Regions from separate parts of the Oryctolagus cuniculus genome. Here regions 1 and 2 are each linked to region 3. A link is a contact called in public Hi-C and Micro-C data. All regions are on one chromosome and are shown on one strand. The core of a region is the stretch at or near the end of the contact, and the rest is flanking DNA. Distances in the headings are between cores, read along the strand shown.

What was found. Hi-C and Micro-C count contacts between places; a contact is called where the count stands out from the background.
Region 1: a Micro-C map of ear pinna shows a contact between it and region 3, with 4 times the contacts expected there. The contact joins the promoter of SPRY2 here to the enhancer-like site in region 3. A contact is called at or near these places in 3 of 6 Hi-C or Micro-C datasets (ear pinna, psoas muscle and skin fibroblasts).
Region 2: a Hi-C map of embryonic fibroblasts shows a contact between it and region 3, with 2.2 times the contacts expected there. The contact joins two enhancer-like sites. A contact is called at or near these places in 2 of 6 Hi-C or Micro-C datasets (embryonic fibroblasts and skin fibroblasts).

The regions. Positions count from the first base shown.
Region 1 is chr9:31,924,655-31,928,531 of mOryCun1.1, reverse strand. SPRY2 (sprouty RTK signaling antagonist 2) reads right to left here and starts at 1,325. Exons shown (of 2, transcript XM_051849997.2): 1 at 648-1,325.
Region 2 is chr9:32,282,106-32,286,237 of mOryCun1.1, reverse strand. No RefSeq gene overlaps it. Among named protein-coding and RNA genes, the nearest start is that of SPRY2, 360 kb to the right of the region's middle. Within about 2 kb of position 1,992, at least 4 of the 8 cell types and tissues checked have an H3K27ac peak or open chromatin away from gene starts, as enhancers often do.
Region 3 is chr9:32,092,985-32,097,353 of mOryCun1.1, reverse strand. No RefSeq gene overlaps it. Among named protein-coding and RNA genes, the nearest start is that of SPRY2, 170 kb to the right of the region's middle. Within about 2 kb of position 2,358, at least 7 of the 8 cell types and tissues checked have an H3K27ac peak or open chromatin away from gene starts, as enhancers often do. A contact at or near this core is called in ear pinna, where this site is marked.

The sequences.
Region 1 (3,877 bases), core at 76-2,575, 170 kb after region 3:
AAAGGAGAAAGCTGCACTTCCGAACCGCAGAGCCTCGGCGCCAGGCTGGGCGACGCTCCCACCCTCAGTGGGCCAGACTGTCCACAGAGGGCAGCGGCGGGGGCTGCCTGCACCACGCACCCTCGCCCCTTTTCCACCCGCGGGGCCTACTGCCCGCGTGGGGCGAGCACCCCACGCACCCCGGCCCCACCGGCGCCCCCGCCCCGGGACAGGCTCCCCCAGAAAACTTTGCCTCGCAAGGAGGGAGGAACAGGTTAGAAATGCTAGCGCCCGCAACGGCGGCCAGAGAAGCACAAAGTGCTTTCCCTCCGTCTCCCGCTCTCAGCGCCGAATTCGCGGTCGACGCAGGGCTGGGAACAGACCAGGGGAGAGCCGTCCTCCGACCCAAGCCCACAGCGCGCGGGAGCGCAGGGTCGCCGGCTGGGGGACATCGCTCGGGGCGCACACTGCAGCCCCCTCCCAGGCAGGCCGAGCCCAGGTCCTCGGCCAGGGAAATCTGCCGGCAGCTCGCCGGCAACCTGCGGGGTTTGAGAAAGCGAGGCTCGGGGGAGAGGCAGACCCCACTCCCGGTCCAACTGCACCTACTCCATGTTGCCCACACCGCGCCAGCCACGGCGCCAGCAGAGGAAGAGCGAAACGCGCCTCACCGTGATCGCGGCTTTGCACCAACCCCTCTCCCTTGGAGTCTCTTCTTTCTGCGATGTGCAAATAAATCCAGCCCCGATGCAAACTTTTTTTCCCCCCTTTTTTTCCAAACTTTGCTTCAGTCCAACTTTCGAGCAATCGGCGGGAGGAAACAAAACAAAACAGAAAAATACGAGCGAAAAATTCGGAGCCAAGTCCCTCGCCGATGAACAACTCCGGGTTTCAGGGCTGGAGGCGAGCCCCCTTGCAGAAGCGCACGCGGAGTATTTCCTTTTTTTTTTTTTTTTTTCTCAATGAACAAGAGGCCGAAGCGCCAACAGCGAGTCCCCGTTCTTGGCAGATGAGCGAATGAGAAAATAAAGTGGCCTTACAGAAAGACCCTAGAAGCCAGATCGCCAAGGCGTGCGGCCCCGGCCGCGTCGGCGCAGCGGTGGCACGGAGGCGCGGGCGGCCGCGAGCCGGGCCGGGCGGGCGCGGGGGCCTGGGCGCTGCGCGCTCCGCCGGCCCCTCTCCTCCGCTCGCGCTGCGGCGCGCAGCTCTGGGCGGTGCAGACTGGGCGTTGTGGAGGCTCGGCAGCGAGGCCGAGGCGGGGGCGGTGGGTGCCGAGGAGGAGGAGGAAGAGGAGGAGGAGGAGGGGGAGGCGGAGGAGGAGGAGGCGGAGGAGGAGGGGGGTCTGGGGCCCGGCCGGGGGGGCTCGCTGTTGGCCTGCGCCCTCGCCTTTCCGGAGGAGGCAGGGAGTTCTGCGGCGGCCGCGGCAGCAGTAAATGGCGTCATGTGGATCCGAGGCGGAACAGAGCAGTTGTTGTCCCAGAGGATATATCGCATCCGGTCCCAGCTCATTGGCTCCGCGGGGCTACATTCACTCACACTCCAGCGCCCGCCAGCGCGCCGAGCCGCAGGAGGCATTCAAAAGGGCAACCGCGCCGCCCCGCGCGTCCCCGGGCCGCTCCTGCCGTCCCGCGGGGCGCCCGCGGAGCCCGGCTGCGCGCGACGGGGTCGGTTTATCCAGCTTCAAGGAAACACTGACCTTAAGGCCCCCCCCAACCCCCACCCCTGACACCCCCCGAGGCCAGGAGGATGAGCCGGAGGCTCGGACTGATTTATGGAACTTTCTCTCGCCGCCAGAGAGACTGATCGGGGCCGTGCCGCGTTAGCAATGAAAAACAAGTTGCAGGTTTTTAAGACTTCATCCGGAATCCATTTCGAGTCTGCTCGCCCCTCGGCTGCTCCCCCTCTACACGGTGGGGGTGGGGGAAGGGGAGCGGGAAGTGCGGTGGGAGGGCTATTGGTTTATTCTTTGTCTCCCGGATTAACCCGATTATACACCAGGCACCGGCCCCAGCCGCGCCTCCCCCACCTCCGAGCCTTGTACGAGAGGAGCGGAATGCAGATTCGGGTTTCAAGTACCTCCTGCTCAGGCTGGATTGTGGCGACTGGGAGTTTATTAGAATTTTCGTGTTTTAAGGGAGACAGACGGTGGCTGCAGGGAGAGCTCTCTGCGTCGCCGGACGCAGCAGCCGAGGGAGAGGCTGCAGCCTTGCTCTTCAAAGTCAGCTCGGCGATCTCGGGGCGCTGTCGTGGGCTTCCGAGATGGGGGTGGGGGGAGGGCGCTCCCGGCGCGGGTCTCTCCGCGGCCCGGTCAGCAGTCATCTGTCCCTTCCCACCCTTCTCCGGAAGCCCCCACGGCCCGTGCTGAAGGCATTCAGTAGAAAGTCCTATACATATGCACGTGCATTTGCTCAGAAACGTGCCTGCACGTGGGAGCCCCGGTGGCGGATCGAAATGCGCGCACGCACACCTCTAACCGCGCATTCTGAGGACTTAAAGGCGGGGAAGCAGTTGCCTGCTAGGTCGCAGGTCCCGAGCAGCACCTGCACAGCTCTGCCCCACACGGGGGTCCACCATGGCGCTTCGTTCCTCCACGCGACCCCGGGTTCCTGCTGCAGAATGTCCCTGGCGCTCTCCCTGCCTTCTCCATGTTTCTCTAGGGCTCCCTTCCTTCCTCCCCTGGGATTTGGAACCAGAGATGGGCAAGGGCAGGCGCCTACGTCCCCCAACTGCTCTGGGAAGGTCGGACGAGGTTATGTCTGCCCGCGACGCGGCGTCCTTGGGGCCGCGGGGGTGCGACAGCCGGGCCTCTGGCCCGGGCCGCTCGCCACTTGTCCGAGTCTATCCAGTCTGCGGGGAAGAGTGGCGCCTCTGCGCGTGTGGCTCGTCCGGCCACCAGGGGGCGCTCGCCCGGTGCCGGGCCAGGCTCTTTTTTTTCCCCAGAAGTTGTCCGCTGGCGGGGTTGCCTTCCGAAATGCGCATTAGACCTGCTGGTTTAAAAGGAATAAAAAAAAAAAAAAGGTATTTATCCTGTAAACGCCGCTCACGGTGGCTTTCCCTGCGATTCCCTTGGATGCACTCCGTTTTCAGTGTGAGATGAGTTGTCTTGGTTCCGAGAACTGCAGCTGAAACCTAGGGAAAGGGAGCCTGGTTGTGCAAGGCTTGTGTGGGACGAGCAGTCGGTGGCCGGGCCAGCAGATCTGGGGAGCAGAGCAGGTGGCAGAAGCGCCCTCTACGTCTCTGCAAACCCCGGCACCCCGCTAGCGGCTTCTTGGGAGGCGTTTCTGCCCTTGATGTGTTCTCCCAGAGCTGCAGGAACTTTGCGAAGAAGCAGAGTAGTTGCGGATCAAAGCCTTAACACTGAATTTATTCGGACTGGATAGAACACCTTAAGTTTTTATTGAGTCAATAAGGAATAAACTAGGAATTTGTATTTGTCGTGCATAACAAGAGGGAATCCCATGTCATCTAGGTCTCTTTTTCTCCCTCCAACAATCTCCAGTTTGCTGTCGGGGAACTGTTTAACCAATAATGTAAGCACAAGGTAAACACAAGAAACTGTCTAATTGAAAACAAAAAGGAATCTGTTGGACTCTTTCTAATTTGTTCCCTCGTTTTTCAGTGGCATGTAAAAGTATAATGCTAGCATGCCATTCCTCACATTATACTTTCAAAGTTTACATAGGGAGTTACAATCCCAAAGAGGAATTATGGTTGTGTGTAGGCACAATGAAATGTTTAATGCAGCTATTGTGATGTGTTCCTAAATTGATTCTCCCATTACATTCCAAGATTACAACTGAGATTGATTTTGAAAGATACTCCAGAATTATGATAGGATGTTAGGCAAAACCTTAATGCAGCCCATTTTCAAATGTGGACTGTTCTGGAGAGGCGATCTGAT
Region 2 (4,132 bases), core at 743-3,242, 190 kb before region 3:
GGCAGTGTGTTCCAGTGAAGCAGTAGTTGCCTGGGAACCCCATTCTATTGCATGCATCTTTTCCAGATCAGAATTATCTTCAGTTTTATGATATAATACGTCTTTTAAACATCATCGAAACAACTCCTGCCTTCAGAGTCTTCCACCAGCATTTTCTACTGTCAATTTTTTTAACTCAAGAGAAAAGGAGATTGAAAAAACATCATGCATTTTATTGGAAAGAAAACAGCAAATATCTAAAACCAGATATTAGTTTCTTTTGAGCCTGTGTTCTTCTCTCCATGAATAACAGTTTTATGTTTTTGCTCAGCGTAAGGTAGAAATTTCTCTGTAGTCATTTTTTCCCCTCTAACTCCTACTACTGATGCTTGCTTGTATCATGGTAACTCTTCAAATTTGCTTTATGAATTGGTTATTTATTTTGGGGGTTATTTTCCAAGACTCACAGCATAGGCATAATAAAAGTTTTGGAGGGGGGAAGATGAGGAGGAAAAGGTACAATTTTGAAAGTAGAAGTAACGCAGCTCTTCCTTTTGCAATGACCTTACACAGTGGAAAATAAGATGGCATATACATGTAATTGGTATCATTTGCTGAACCAGCCTACTGAAATGAAAAGCACAGCCTTTTAAAGGCATAATGCATCAGGACTTTCTACACTGCATGTCTGGAATGATCTCTGTGCTCTTTGGAGCTTCAGTGAGCCAATCAATAAGCAAGAGGCTGCTGGTACTCAGAGCAGGATATCCCTGATGACTGCAAACAACCACTGTCTCCAGCTTTGCCTGTGGGATATTCTGGTAAAGGTCAAGTCCATAAAATGAAACATGGCTGGTATGAAAATAAGCTTCTGAAAATAATTTGTCACACTAAGAGGTAAACCATTAATTTCATGCTTCAGAACTTTCTAATTTTGTTGGCAGTTGCAACTTTAGTTCTATTTCTTTATGTGACACTTTCAGCCCTCAACATTCTATTCATTTTGCGTCTTCAGGAAAGCACAATTTACTGAGCCTGCCCTGTGATTTTCTGATGTTAAATAAGCTTATATACACTGTGAGGTTTCATGATTTTTTTTAACATGCCTGGAGCACAAAATGGACAGATAGCCTATGCTTATCAGTGCTGAAAATTTTTCTCTCTGATTGTTCTGATTCTTTTCGAATATTTTCAAAAGTCTTTCTCATGTCTTGTGCCACAGTGTGAAGACACTTAGAACTAAGGACGAATGTGTTGGACTTCAGTTTTTTCTGTTGTTGTTACCGGGCAGCATGAACCTCTGCTGAGTTTTTGTAAGTTGAGCTACTCTTTGATTTGTGAGCAAAAGTTTAAAAGGCTAAAAAGGGGGAAATTGGTTCAATATTTCAAGCACAATGAAACATTTCTTTTGTCACTTTATTTCCCTGCTATATTAATTTGTGGTTAGTCACCTTCTTCTCAGTGATCCCCTAGGGAACCCCAAACCTGACTCTCCATGATCTGACACATGAACCTAAACATTTCTCTCAATAAATTACATCTAGCATTCAATAAAACAAAAGTGGCTTCTTTGGAGTCCTGAGGAAGGCTCTGGGCACACATTGGCCGCATCCATCCGGAGGGAGAGGCCGAGGATGCCCTTGGCCCATGCTGGTCTGGGAAGGGGAGACTGGATTCACTCACTGGACCAAACAATGCTGGAACGTTTTTTTCCCTGTCCATTCACTTAAACAATGTGCCATTCTGTACCTCATAAGCACTTAATTTATTCCAACTCTTTGGCTTGACCTGTAATCCCCCTCTCCTTACCCATCTGACCCATCTGTGTTTCATTTCCCACTCATCAGCATCCAAAGGCCTAGGCCCAGGCCCTATTTGGAACCATGCGACAGAGATTGGCACTCTTCCCTCTTCCTGCGCCACATCCTCCGCTGGAAAAAAAAAATGACCATCAGATCAGAGAACAGAGCCTGCTTTGTCCCCCGGAACGGGGATCTGGAAGCATTTTCAATCATTTGCACTCTATACCCACTCAAACGCATTAATGTGATCAACATTGGGCCTGTTGTGGGCATTTTTTCCAGCAAATAGCTTGCTAACATTCCAGGCATGTACTTCCCTGAAAACAAGACTGAGACAGGGCCCTGAATATTCAATTGGAAAATCACCAAAAGCAAAAGCTTAGCTTGGCACGGCTGGTGTTGATTCTTAATAAGTGACTTCCTAAAGCTGAGGCATGGGGCTTACAGCGTCAATGACTTGTTTGAAAAATATTTTGTAGGTGCCTCATACCACTCTATTTCCTGTGGTATGCGTCATATTGTGAGCTATTCCAAGCTAGCCTGGTTAAGCACGCTAACTTTTTCCCCCCTCCAAGATTGTGGTGTTTAACTAAAAATGTCTTTATACAAGATGAGCTCATAGCTATTAGTGCTGATGTAGTTTTAACTGCTTGGATACCAACTGCAGTTGCCTGAAAATGTGCTGAAAAAGAGTAAACCTGAGCAGAAACATTGCTCACCCTGTCTAAAATGGTGGGATGCAGTCCCCCTGGCAGTGTTTCTTCATGGGGAAAAAGTTCCAGATTTAAGTACAATGCATACCTTTCATTTTCATTAAAAAGACTTACTGTTCTTAGTATATTACCAAAGTCAAGGTGCTGAAGACATCTGGAACACTGGAATAAAATTAACCCTTTTTACTGCTTCAGGTATTTTGCAAAATTTGCCAAGGAGCAGAGTTAAGGTCACTGGCAAAAACAAGTGTATCTTTTCAATCAAATCTCCAAAGAGGAAAAAGAAGAGAAATTCAAAGACATGCAATTTTGCCTCTGCAATGAAAATACATGTGAGTAGGATTTGTGTAAAGATCAAACAAGCTCTTTAAGGAGTATCTATAAGCTACCTTGTCAGGCGTGTAGAATTCTAGAGATGGGTAGGGGAACTAATATTATTGAGTGCCTGCCTTATTCTACACACTGCATTTTGGCACTTCTACATTAGATAACGTGTTATTTAGGGCATTTATGATGCAAACATTATTGTTTTCATTTTGCTAACAAGGAAAGAGAACCTCAGCTTGCTTCAGTAAACTCCTCAAGGCTGCACGGTGGATTCACAGCAAGGTCAGTGTGAATACCAAGCTTGCATTCCAACCTCTACTTTGCAACTCCCAGATAAAAGTATTCTGATCTCGGTTATGGCTTCAATTGTCTGTTTGATCAAAGGATGTGTGTTTGTCATGGTGTAGTGGGCTAGAAAGGAGATGAATATAAATCTGTGTCATATTCCTTCCTGCGTTTCTCCAGTGAACAGGTTACAGACAGTGTCTAGTTTGGGGCCGGTACCCAGTGGGAGCTCAGTGGCTATTAAGTGATTAGACATTGTACATGCCATCTCTGAATGATTTGTGTTCCTACAATAGGGCCTTTTATAGCAGAGAAGGGAAGGATTGATACTCTGGACACTGCCTGGGCTGTGTTTGCCTCTTGGGGCAAATGATTTTCCCTGGTGCCAGGAGCAGCTCTGACGTGGCTGCTCTGCCCTTATGTGGCCTGGGGCTTTGAGCTCCAGAGAAAGGGCCTGGCCTCAGCTGGGAAGTGGCCAGAATGCCTCCAGGTAGAGTCAGGAGAGGAGGCCACCACAAGTGTGTCCACCTCCACATTGCTGAGGAAGCAGGAGCATGTCTATGGGAAGTGACCAAGACATTTTCTGAGGCTACTAGCTCCTGGACAAATGCACTGTACAGCTTATAAATAGGAGGAGGAGCCTCTATCCCTTTGCACATTTATGAAGGCACGTAATAAGGTTCTACCCATGAAGGGGAAATGGGGCTTTTGTGTTTGGTATTATCAGTGAATAAATAAGTGATTTGGCTCTGAAGAGCTTACAGGTTACAGAATTATGCACTGAAACTATAAATGATGAATTGATCCTTTATTATCTGATATGTAGTATGTTATCTGAAGGGAATAATTTGTTTCTTTGTTGAGGATTTGCAAATTGGACAAGTTTTCCTTTTCACAGTATGGCTTTTAAAAATGCAAAAATGTTTAAACTTCTATGATTTATTTCACCCCTTACAATTTAATAAATTAGGAAAAATATCAAACTGTCTAGCTGAATTGCAAGTATGGGAATGGTTTCTGTTCTCA
Region 3 (4,369 bases), core at 1,109-3,608:
ACCTGGCACTTATTATTTGTTCAATAAATGTTCATTTATTTCCACTTTATACTGTGGTTATTAAACATAAAATATTTTTGTTTGCTTTTTAATAGTAACTGCAAATGTTTTGAAGGAAACAATAAAGAAACATTAATATCTCTCCAAAGCCAGAATTCAAATTGTGGGTTTCTTTATCTTGAAGACTTCCTTAAAACTAGCTTACAGTTGTCATTAACTAAAGAAAATCTCTAAGAGAAACATGAAGCTTAAACTAACTAATAAGATGCAAACCCAGTATGCTTCAGTATTTGGGCTTTGCCTTCTCAAAAAGTTCCCAGTAAGTACCTAAATGTTTGGAACTCTGTTATTGTTCAATCTGGATTTTGCAAAAGAGAAAAAAAAGCAACTTTCAAAACATTCTAAATTATACCTGTTTAGATGCAAGAGGACAATTTAGGTAAATCTGAATCTTAATCTAAGAAGAAATTACTCCCTTTCCTTTACCATACACCTCCTAGGGATCATGATGAAAGATAATTTAGGGAAAATCTAAGTTTTTAAGATTTATTCTGTTTTTAATAAATAATTTAAGCTCTCTCTGTGTGACTGACTTTCAAATAAATAAATAAATGTTTTTTTAAAAATAACTAATTAAAAATCTATATATTTATGGGGTACTAGGCCATGTTTTGATGTGTAGTTACATTGTGGAATGATCAAATCAAGTTAAGCCTATCTACCACTTCAAATCATTTCTCTGTAGTGAAAACATTTAAAGTCTCTCTTTGAGCATTTTTGCAACATACAAGACATTACTATCATCTATAGTCAACATACTCTGCCATAGAGCAAGGGGAGGGCAGATGGAGAAAGGGGTGACATGGGTCAAGAAGTACAAAGTTAGCCAGCTAGGAGGAGTAAGTCCTGGAGGAAATCTATTTGGAAACAAGCTGAGTCCCAGCCTTTGGCAGCTGACAGAGCAGTCTCTTCCAGCTCCGCCCCCATGGGCTGATGAGCACAGTGTTTTAACCCTTAGTGGCCACAGTTCTGGGAACAGGAAAAGGATCTATCTTATTCCAGAAGGCAAGCTTAGTATTTGGAGTTCGCTGATCCACTGCTATGCAAATAACTCCAGTGTAGCTTTCACTCTGTTTTAAGTAAAGGGAAGGCAGAAAAAGCATTGTTGGTGAGACACAGTGGAATTACTGTACAGAATGGCTGATTGAGAGGAAATGTGTCTAGTTCCTGTACTCAGAAAAGATAGTGGTCATCAAAAGTAGTTCCAGATGTTCCATGTAAACAAAACACATCTAAATGCAGGTACTGTAGGTGGGGTAGGGTGGGGATCGAGGGAGTGTGAACGGCAGGCCTTCGCTTTTTAATTCATCTGGACTTCGAAAGGTAGTCAGCAAAGCTTATGCATTTGGAAACAGCATTAGTAGGGCTAAGTATATTATAAAAGTTAGAGAATTGGGCAGAATCTCTTCTAGTTCCGTGGAAAATTCTATTAGCAGGTTATTTATTTTAAATAGAAAAGTTAATGTGTTAACCATGAGGATAATAGCATAGTTTTCCCTTCAGGTTTTTACTAGAAACAGATTAAGGATAATTTTTAACAAATAAATACAACTGAAAAATAAAGCAGTCAAACATTCCTCTTAGCATGACCCTATTTTAAAAACTGCCCCGTGTTAATGAAAATTGCAAAACAAGTGTTTTGCAACTTTAAAATTATATGTAAGAAAAAGGTTGGATAACATGACAGGGCCATGATTGCACTAAAATATTGGGTAAAAATAGTAAGAAACACAATTCTACATATGGTTAAGGTCTCAGCAATCTATTTTCAAAGTAGGTTGGAAGAAAATATACTGCAGTGTTAACAATGGTTGCCTTCGAATGATGGTGTCACTGTTGAATTTTTTTAAGTTTTGTATTTCTACTCCCATGTTTCATATACTCCGCATGTTTTATTTTTGTACTCTGTAGGAGGAATAGAGACAACTTTCCATGAAATCATAATAGGGAAATATTCACGTGTTTATTTCATTAGAAGTGACATTCACATACCAAGAATCTGGCAGTTGTCTCTCCTCCCCTTTTCCTTGCTGAATTACTCCAATGATGCCAAGATCTTTTTTATTTCTTCTTAATCTCAATGAGAACTTTACTTTGAAAGAAAGAGCTCTAGTTTTGTTTTCTTATCCCGAAACTTGTGTGTGTGCTTTTTCTGGAGTCCAAAATAAATACCCTTTCCCCAAACTGATTTCAAAGGCTGCAGGAAAACAACCTCATGGGAGCTCCTGGCGAGCACAGTCCCTGTTCCTTTAAGAGTAGCATTCCGCCTCCCCCTCACGCCCACATACTTGTCCTCTCTTTGCACAGCAAGTGCCAAGCAGTGACATCTACTATAGTTTCTGGGACACGATGGTCTCTGCTATACTGGGGAAAAAAGGGAGAGAGCGCGAGAGGAAGAAGGCGGGTGATGAGGGAGAATTCACACAAACCCAGCTATGTTCCCGAGGACGAACTGCTTCCTTGCCGTAATCCTGAGATGCTGTTTATGGTTGTTCTGCTGATAGGAAGCCCAGCTCCATTTCTCTGCGGAGTGGCACCACGCAGCCTCCCTGCTGGCTGTCCATTAATCACGAGGGGGCTGTTACACAGTGTACACAGAGTGGGAGTTCTGCCTACGAGTGGCCTCTAGCTGTCTCCAGCTCAATGAAATGACCCTGTGTGAAAACTTGTTTTATGAGAGATTGGTTTATTTGTAACTAAACTACTTCCTCCGTTATTTGATAAGCTCAAATATTTGCTACTGATAGTCTGAGAGTGTCACATTTATTATCCTGTTTCGGTGGTTGCCTAACTCCTTTGGAACCGACTCTGTTAACCCTTTGAGGGATAACTGTCTTTCAGTGGGCCAGTTCCTAGTTTCTTTCAGCAAGGTCAATGCCATCTTTCAGGCAGTCAGCATTTTTTTAGACCAGCTAGGACATGCCAGTCAAGGAGAAGCCCAGACAGAACACAATGCAGAAACGAAGCCTCTGATCTTGTACTCTCTGAAGCTGCCACGAAAAGGCAGAAAAAGCTATCCTGGTTTACTGACATAGAACTGAGACAATTCTGTGCATATTTTTGGTTCTGAAGTTGCTCCTCTTAAATGTCCTGATGGCGTTCTTCAGGTGGATGGGGTGCGCTCTCCACCAGGCCTACAGCATCTAGCGTTTGGCCACTTTGCCTTTGAGCCTGAGCTCATTTGCATTTGGCAGGACATGATTTCCTGCTTTCTGCCTAAGGGGTGGTGGCGAAAGCCTTTTACAGTACTCCCTCAAAGGGCTCAAGGGGCTTTCTGGACATAGAAAACTGTGTTTCCAAAGAGCAAATGAACAAGAATGAGGCAGATTTCGTTTGAAATAAAAAAGAAACACAGGTTTTGTTACATGCAACACATGTGAAAGAAATCCGCAGGGCAGTCTCTCTCCTGGCAAACCCATACTGAGGCTGTTTATCAGCGCTCTCTCCCATCGGCTACACAGAGCTCTCAGTGAATGCACAGGAGCCTAAGGAAATAACTACTTACGTGTGGCAAAATGTTCCAGCCTTGCGGAGATTTTCCCAAAATCATTAGACCCACCAAAATGCTTTCCATTGGCCAGGCCCACACCTTCTTCATCAGATTTTCCACACTTCCCCAGCCTCCATCTGTGGTTCCTGAGAGCCAGTCATTTGTAGCCGAAAATGTAACCGAGTCTACTCTCCTAAACCAGAGGTCTCCTTGACTATTAAGTGGAAAAGAGAAAGAAAGAAAGAGTTTTCCTCCAGACTCATTTCAAGAACGGTAGAATGTGAGCATTCACAGGTCCACATCCCCAGAAAAGGAAGTGGCGTTAAGGTGACTCTACTCAGAGGTCACAGGGAGATGACATGGAGAGCCTGGCCAAATGGGGCAGGGGTTAAGGGTTAATCGGATGTCTCCACCTTCAGTCTACTGTAGGTCCAGTTCTCAGCAGGTGGCTTCCCCAGGTCACTGCCCTACTGCCCATCAGTGGGACAAAGACTGGTCCTGAGTGATGGCCACAATGCCATCCTCAGTAGATTTATATTCAGACCCAGTCAACTAAGGTGTTAAATAGACCTTGTTTGTTACTTCTCCCATCCCTTCCTTCATCTCCATTTTTTAAAAAGTGTGGCAGAAAACACTTAAAATCTACCATCCTCATAATTTTTAAGTGTAAATATGGTATTGACAACAATAGCACAATGTAGTACATCAAATCTCTATGACTTTTTTATCTTGCATAACTGAAACTTTATACCCATTGAGCTGCAACTCTCTATTTCCTGTCCCACATCCCTTGGCAACCATCATTCTACTTCCTGCTTC